Regions from separate parts of the Mus musculus genome. Here region 2 is linked to region 1. Evidence: chromatin contacts called from public HiChIP or PLAC-seq data. All regions are on one chromosome and are shown on one strand. Each heading gives the region's core, a stretch centred on a gene start, on an enhancer-like site or on the middle of the called end of the contact. The rest is flanking DNA. Distances are from core to core; before and after follow the strand shown. Region 1 overlaps Gm41031 (a long non-coding RNA gene). Region 2 overlaps Gm5086 (predicted gene 5086).

Region 1 (3,071 bases), core at 372-2,871:
GAATTTATTGACTAGCAATAAATTCACAAGGCACAGCAGTTTCTTTGGCAGCAATTTGCCTTAGAGTCCCAACTTTCTTGATAACTAGCCAAGACAAATGCTGGTGCTCTCCCTCTCCCTCTCCCTCTCCCTCTCCCTCTCCCTCTCCCTCTCCCTCTCCCTCTCCCTCTCCCTCTCCCTCTCTCAAAGAAAAAACAAGCTGACAAGTTGACTACTAATATTAGCTCTCAATCACACATTATACAACACCCAGTAAATACTTGTATGTGTGTATATGTGTGTGTGTCATATGTGTCTGTGGGGTATGTGTGTGTATGTGTGTGGTGTGTGTCTGTGTGGTGTGAGTGTGAGTGCCTGTAGGTTATGAAATGCCACAAAAGGTAAAGGAGGCTGCATAGAGATCAAGGAGAGGAGTTTTCGAAGTGGAGGCAATAAGATCAGAACTTCAAGGTCATCATCTGCTACGTAACTTTAGAAACCAGTCTGGGATATAGGAAACCGCATCTCAGAAACAAATAAACAACAACAACAACAACAACCCTCCAAAGAGGCCCAAGAGACAGATTCAGGATGGTAGACGAATTCCCCCAGGAATAAAACATGCACCTTGCCAGGGTCACTGATACAGAGTCCAGCCAGAGCCTGAGGCTCATACTTTGAGCCAAGTCTCAGGGTCAAATCGAGCTGCTGAAGTGAGGCATAGGACTGTGAAGGCCACAGAAATGAAGAGCAGAGACAGGGTCAGAAATTCAAAGATGCCTTGGGGACCAAGCTGAGCTGAAGGCCCTGTGATTATCAGCTCTCTGCCTGTCCATTGTTTGATGTACACACCAGGTGATAGGATGAGAGCTTCTGGAAGGCACTTGAGAAAAATGAAAAAATCATACTGGGGAGGCTAGATTTAAGAGCTTATAGGTCATACCAGATTGAGGAAAGGGTATAATGCCCTTGCCTATAGCAACCTCTCGCCTAACGTGTGTGTGTGTGTGTGTGTGTGTGTGTGTGTGTGTGTGTGTGTGTGTGTGTGTGAGAGAGAGAGAGAGAGAGAGAGAGAGAGTGTGTGTGTGTGTGTGTGTGTGTGTGTGTGTGTGTTTGTGAAGAACCCGGGACTCCCCAGCTTGAATCCATTTTCCACCAGTGATCTGGCCTACTCAGCGCACGTCGGACCATTGGCTCACCTGTCTGAATCTGTCTCTGACCACTGTTTCTGGCTCCTTGTTGTGGTTGGCTCTGGGCTAAGTACTCAGGTGGCTTCTTGTGAACCAATCCCTTAATGAACAAAGGAGCCAATCACTGGGTGAGTAGGCGGGACTTCGAGGTTGGACAAAGGAAGAGAGGAAGCAGGGGAGAGTTAGGTCCTTTTTGGGATGGGACAGCAGAGAGGTAAGATGTAGCTGCTAGAGTTTCCCAGTAACATGGCAGATCCGCAAAGATTCGCCCCTAGAAGAATCAGATTTTAATAAGGTTTACAAAATTAGGTTTTAGTTGTCGTGCCCAGAGATTGAGTTACCATCGTTTCTGAGCTGAGTTTGTGTTGCGTTTTCCTTCACGTGGCAGCTCATCTGGGGTCAAGAGAGAAAGGTACAGCATCCAAGCATGGGTTTGCCAGATGTGTACCACAAAGGCCGTGGGGGATTTGAAACAGGGTTAGCATGGTAGCAACCTCCAGTGGGAACCTAGAGAGCTGGGTGGAGAGATTGTGGAGTTCTGAGTCAGTCTCCACGAGATAAAAACAGGTGGCCACTGCCCCGACAGTTCATGGCCTGTTTGGCTGCCAGGGCAGAGGCACAAGTGCGGGAACGTGCTGGGTCGGTTTTTTTTTTTTTTCCATTTTTTATTAGGTATTTAGCTCATTCACATTTCCAATGCTATACCAAAAGTCCCCCATACCCACCCATCCCCACTCCCCTACCCACCCACTCCCCCTTTTTGGCCCTGGTGTTCCCCTGTACTGGGGCATATAAAGTTTGCATGTCCAATGGGCCTCTCTTTCCAGTGATGGCCGACTAGGCCATCTTTTGATACATACGCAGCTAGAGTCAAGAGCTCCGGGGTACTGGTTAGTTCATAATGTTGTTCCACCTATAGGGTTGCAGATCCCTTTAGCTATTAAAAAGAATGAATTTATGAAATTCCTAGCCAAATGGATGGACCTGGAGGGCATCATCCTGAGTGAGGTAACACATTCACAAAGGAACTCACACAATATGTACTCACTGATAAGTGGATATTAGCCCCAAACCTAGTATACCCAAGATATAAGAATCAATTTGCTAAACACATGAAACTCAAGAAGAATGAAGACTGAAGTGTGGACACTATGCCCCTCCTTAGAATTGGGAACAAAACACCCATGGAAGGAGTTACAGAGACAAAGTTTGGAGCTGAGATGAAAGGATGGACCATGTAGAGACTGCCATATCCAGGGATCCACCCCATAATCAGCATCCAAACGCTGACACCATTGCATACACTAGCAAGATTTTATCGAAAGGGTCGTTTTTTAAAAATATTTTCCGAAACAGCTCCTGATCCGGGTGTGGTTTTTCTCAGCCTGGCTCAGTTTTGTTCACTCTCGAATCTGCTGCTTTTCTCCTAAACCTGGACGCCAGCAGTTTTCACTGGCAGCTCAGTCCCAGCTTGGCCTTGGCCTTTTTCTTCATGGACTCTTTCTCAACCCACTTTTGTAGACTGAGCTCTGCCGCACCTGGCTTAACTTGTATTCATTCTGTAACACACATACACACATAGATGCACACATACCACACACACACACACGTCCATACACATGCATACACACACAGCACATACACACCACACCATGCCATACACTTACATACACAAACCACATACCACAACACACACACACACACACACACACACACACACACGAATGCACAAATTGATTGATTTGCTATGTGCTATATACTATTTGATGTGAGAGTTTGTATTAATAATTAAGGTTAGGATGGAAAAGTCTGCATTCCTCACCCAAGCCACCAAGGCAGGAGGGTTTTGTGACACATTGTTGTTAGTAAATCTGCCAAACTTTGTGATTTTATTGTTCATCA
Region 2 (3,071 bases), core at 316-2,815, 240 kb after region 1:
TATGTGGGAAGGGAGGTCTCAATCTTTACCATGTATAAAAATTAACTTAAACTGCATTACATCATAAGAAAAGATACTAGAGAGTCTTTGTGACCTGGGGTTAGGGAAATTTTTCTCAAAAACCCACAATTATATAAAAGATAACGTCATAAACTCTAAGTCATCAAAACTAAAACTTTTGCTCTAAGCCTGTCAAAAATGAAAATGCAAGTTTCCGATTGGCACAACATATTTGTGTGTGTGTGTGTGTGTGTGTGTGTGTGTGTGTGTGTGTGTGTGTGTGAGTGTATACAAAACATTCCTGAGGGAACTGTTAAAATTTAATAATAAGACAATCTATACAATAAAAACAAATGGACAATAAAAGAAATAATAAAGGGGTTGGTGTAGTCAGTTGGGAGAGTGCTTGCCTAGCACACACAACTCCTGAGTACAGTACCAGCAGAGAATAAATAGACAGAGTAGTGTGTGGCTAGCATTCAACAGGCAGGGGCAGCAGAACAGAAGTTCAAAGCCATCCTGGGATACACAATGAGTTTGAGGCTGTTGTGTGATGCAAAAGACCTTGTCCCAAAAGTAAAAGAAAATAATAAATATAAATGGTTGGATACTTTACCAAAGACAATTAAGGGAAAACAGGTCTGTGCATGCAAAGACAGACAGGCAATGCTATCAGTCACCACAGTCACCACATAATGTGAGTTAAAAGTGTGGTAACCTATCACAAAGTAGTTACTAGACTGGCTGGAATAGAAGCTGATAATACCCCGTTAAAGGTGTGGACGTGCATAGTTGTCATATATTTCTGCTGGGAACGCCAAAGGGCAGTGCTGCTTTAGAAAATACTCTGCAGCTTCTTAAAGTTACACAAAATTAGCTCTACACAAACTTGTCGCTCAGAAGCCCACTTCCTGGGTGTTAACCCTAGTGGGATTGTGAATCTATCTCACAGACATGGAGCACACAGACATGGAACAATCATTTCCCACCAATTCAGTGTCAAAAGAAGGAGACCTTCCTTGAGTTTATTTTACTACATTCAAAAACCTTATAGCTATTACAACTAACCTTACTTTTAATGTTTTGAGCTGGCCTCTTGACTTTTTAATCCTTTCTCTTTTTACAACTTTGTCAAATCTTAGAAAACATAAAACAGGACTCTCCCATCAGTGTGGCCAAGGATCGTGAAGACAATTAAGCTGTCTGGCAGGTTGGGAAAAGGATTTCAAATCTGCATGGATAGATACCATGACACTGTGGCCTGTAACAAAGGCCTAGAAAAGGTTCCGGGTTTTAAGAGTTGTGTGTAGCTGTCTCTCCCAGCATTCCCCCGGAACTTTAATGAGGCAGTTAGGAGTCTTGCTGGCTTTGAGTCTGCCCTTTCAGATTGCTTCTGCAGAGCCACTGCCTTCTGATGTCCAAATATTTAGCCACATGAAGGAAGTCTTCTTCTAGGTTTTTTTCCCCATGAAAGCTGAATTCTCTGTAGCTCTGGATCTTGACCCCTGACACAGTTAAGCCTAGCAAACAATGGTCCAATCATCCATCATTACTCTCTAGTTGAAGAGAGGTCATTCGACACAATAAGCTGAAAGCCAAGGGAAGGACTGAGGGCTGTCATGTGTCCTCTTCACAAGTGGGTGAACTTGAGTCTTGCCAGTTGGGATGTGAGGAATCTGGGGCTGCTTCAGGAATGTCAGTCATTTCATCCTAAGGCAACGCTGGTATTCTTGCTCCTCCCCATGTTTGGTCATTAACTAGACACACAGAGACCAGCTCTGAGGTGCACTCTTATCACAAGTCCTGCTTGCTGCTAAAATAAAGTCTTCCCATTGTTCCCACTTCCTAGAAGGAAAACCCTGGACCTTCCAAGTGCTCCAGAGAGGGGTGAGACTCTTCAGATTCAAAGCTGTTTACACCAACCAATGCCCTTTCCCAAGGAATGCCTTTGAAACCAGCAGACAAAGGCCAGAGAAGGAACATGGGGTTGGCCCGGCACAACTTCCTGGCAACCAGCTTGAGCCTTGCAGCCCACCCTGAAAGTCCAGGGATGGTGTTCCCAGTGGCCTTAGGAAATCCCTTAAAGGGGACAAGAGGAGGGGACTAGTCTAATTTCTATTGTACCCAGTATAATAAACTAATTTTGTTGCCAGTCATTCTCTCCTTTGAAGTTTTACACTGTTAATAGTGACAATTAATACAAACCAGCCAGTGGCCTCTTATGACTTATTCTCGTTCTTCTGGAAATAGCAGAGTTTGCTCCAGGATGGGCCTCCTCACCTCCCAGAGATGTCTGCAGGGTTCCTCAGGGGCTGAAACTCTCCTCTCCACGCTAGCAGGGATCAAAGGAAGAATCCCTTTGTCTCCTTTTGAATTCTCCTCAACTCTAGCACCAATAGAGCCATTTTTCCGTTCAAATTCTCCCCACATGTCTCTGAGGGTCAGGAACTGTCATTAATAAAGTTTAGAGAGCGGCATAAATTTTATGGTGTTTTCAAATTAATAGGCAACATTCCCTAAGAGCAATTATTATGACTTTTTAGCAGAAAAGTTCACCTCAGGAAAAAAAAAAAAAAAAAAAAAACCCAGTAACACACTTGTTCAAACAAAGTCTCTGCCATCTCTATTTTGTTCTCGTATAAAAATGTTCTACATACACCAGGGGATTCTGAACATGTTTAAGGACATTTTCCAAATGTTTTAAAGTCCAAGGCTGTCAGTCCTAGGAGTTGTTGCTGATAAGCTGGGTCCCTGTTGAAAGACACTGTGAGCGGCACACTGGTTTTCTCCTATCTTCCCGCCCTGCCCCTCAGGATCTTGTCTCTCACAGGCTCTCCATGACCTTGGTTAATTCTGGTTCTCTTAGGTTTGCACAGTTCTCGTGGAGCACTGTTTTAAAGCAGGCTGTTGTCATAACCATCAGTCCACTGGCTTCCAGAGTAGTTCCCATGGCTCTTGCCCTTTGATTTACCATTATCACTCAAGAGGCAAAGAGTTCAAGAAACCTAAGATATTCTAGTAAGTTCAGTTTTCTAATGAGTAGACTTTTGTCTCACATACTGTCTGACCAA

The links. HiChIP or PLAC-seq counts read pairs in DNA pulled down with a chosen protein or histone mark.
Region 2: an H3K27ac HiChIP or PLAC-seq map of embryonic stem cells shows a contact between it and region 1, with 9 read pairs. The contact joins two enhancer-like sites. A contact is called at or near these places in 1 of 484 Hi-C or Micro-C datasets (cortical neurons) and 2 of 115 datasets of contacts at active chromatin or transcription factors (both in embryonic stem cells).

Annotation. Positions count from the first base shown.
Region 1 is chr13:97,818,816-97,821,886 of GRCm38.p6, reverse strand. All of the region lies in intron 1 of Gm41031 (a long non-coding RNA gene), which reads left to right. Among named protein-coding and RNA genes, the nearest start is that of Gm41031, 5.7 kb to the left of the region's middle. Within about 2 kb of position 1,621, at least 10 of the 459 cell types and tissues checked have an H3K27ac peak or open chromatin away from gene starts, as enhancers often do. A contact at or near this core is called in embryonic stem cells, where this site is marked.
Region 2 is chr13:97,579,230-97,582,300 of GRCm38.p6, reverse strand. All of the region lies in intron 2 of Gm5086 (predicted gene 5086), which reads right to left. Among named protein-coding and RNA genes, the nearest start is that of Gm5086, 21 kb to the right of the region's middle. Within about 2 kb of position 1,565, at least 32 of the 459 cell types and tissues checked have an H3K27ac peak or open chromatin away from gene starts, as enhancers often do. A contact at or near this core is called in embryonic stem cells, where this site is marked.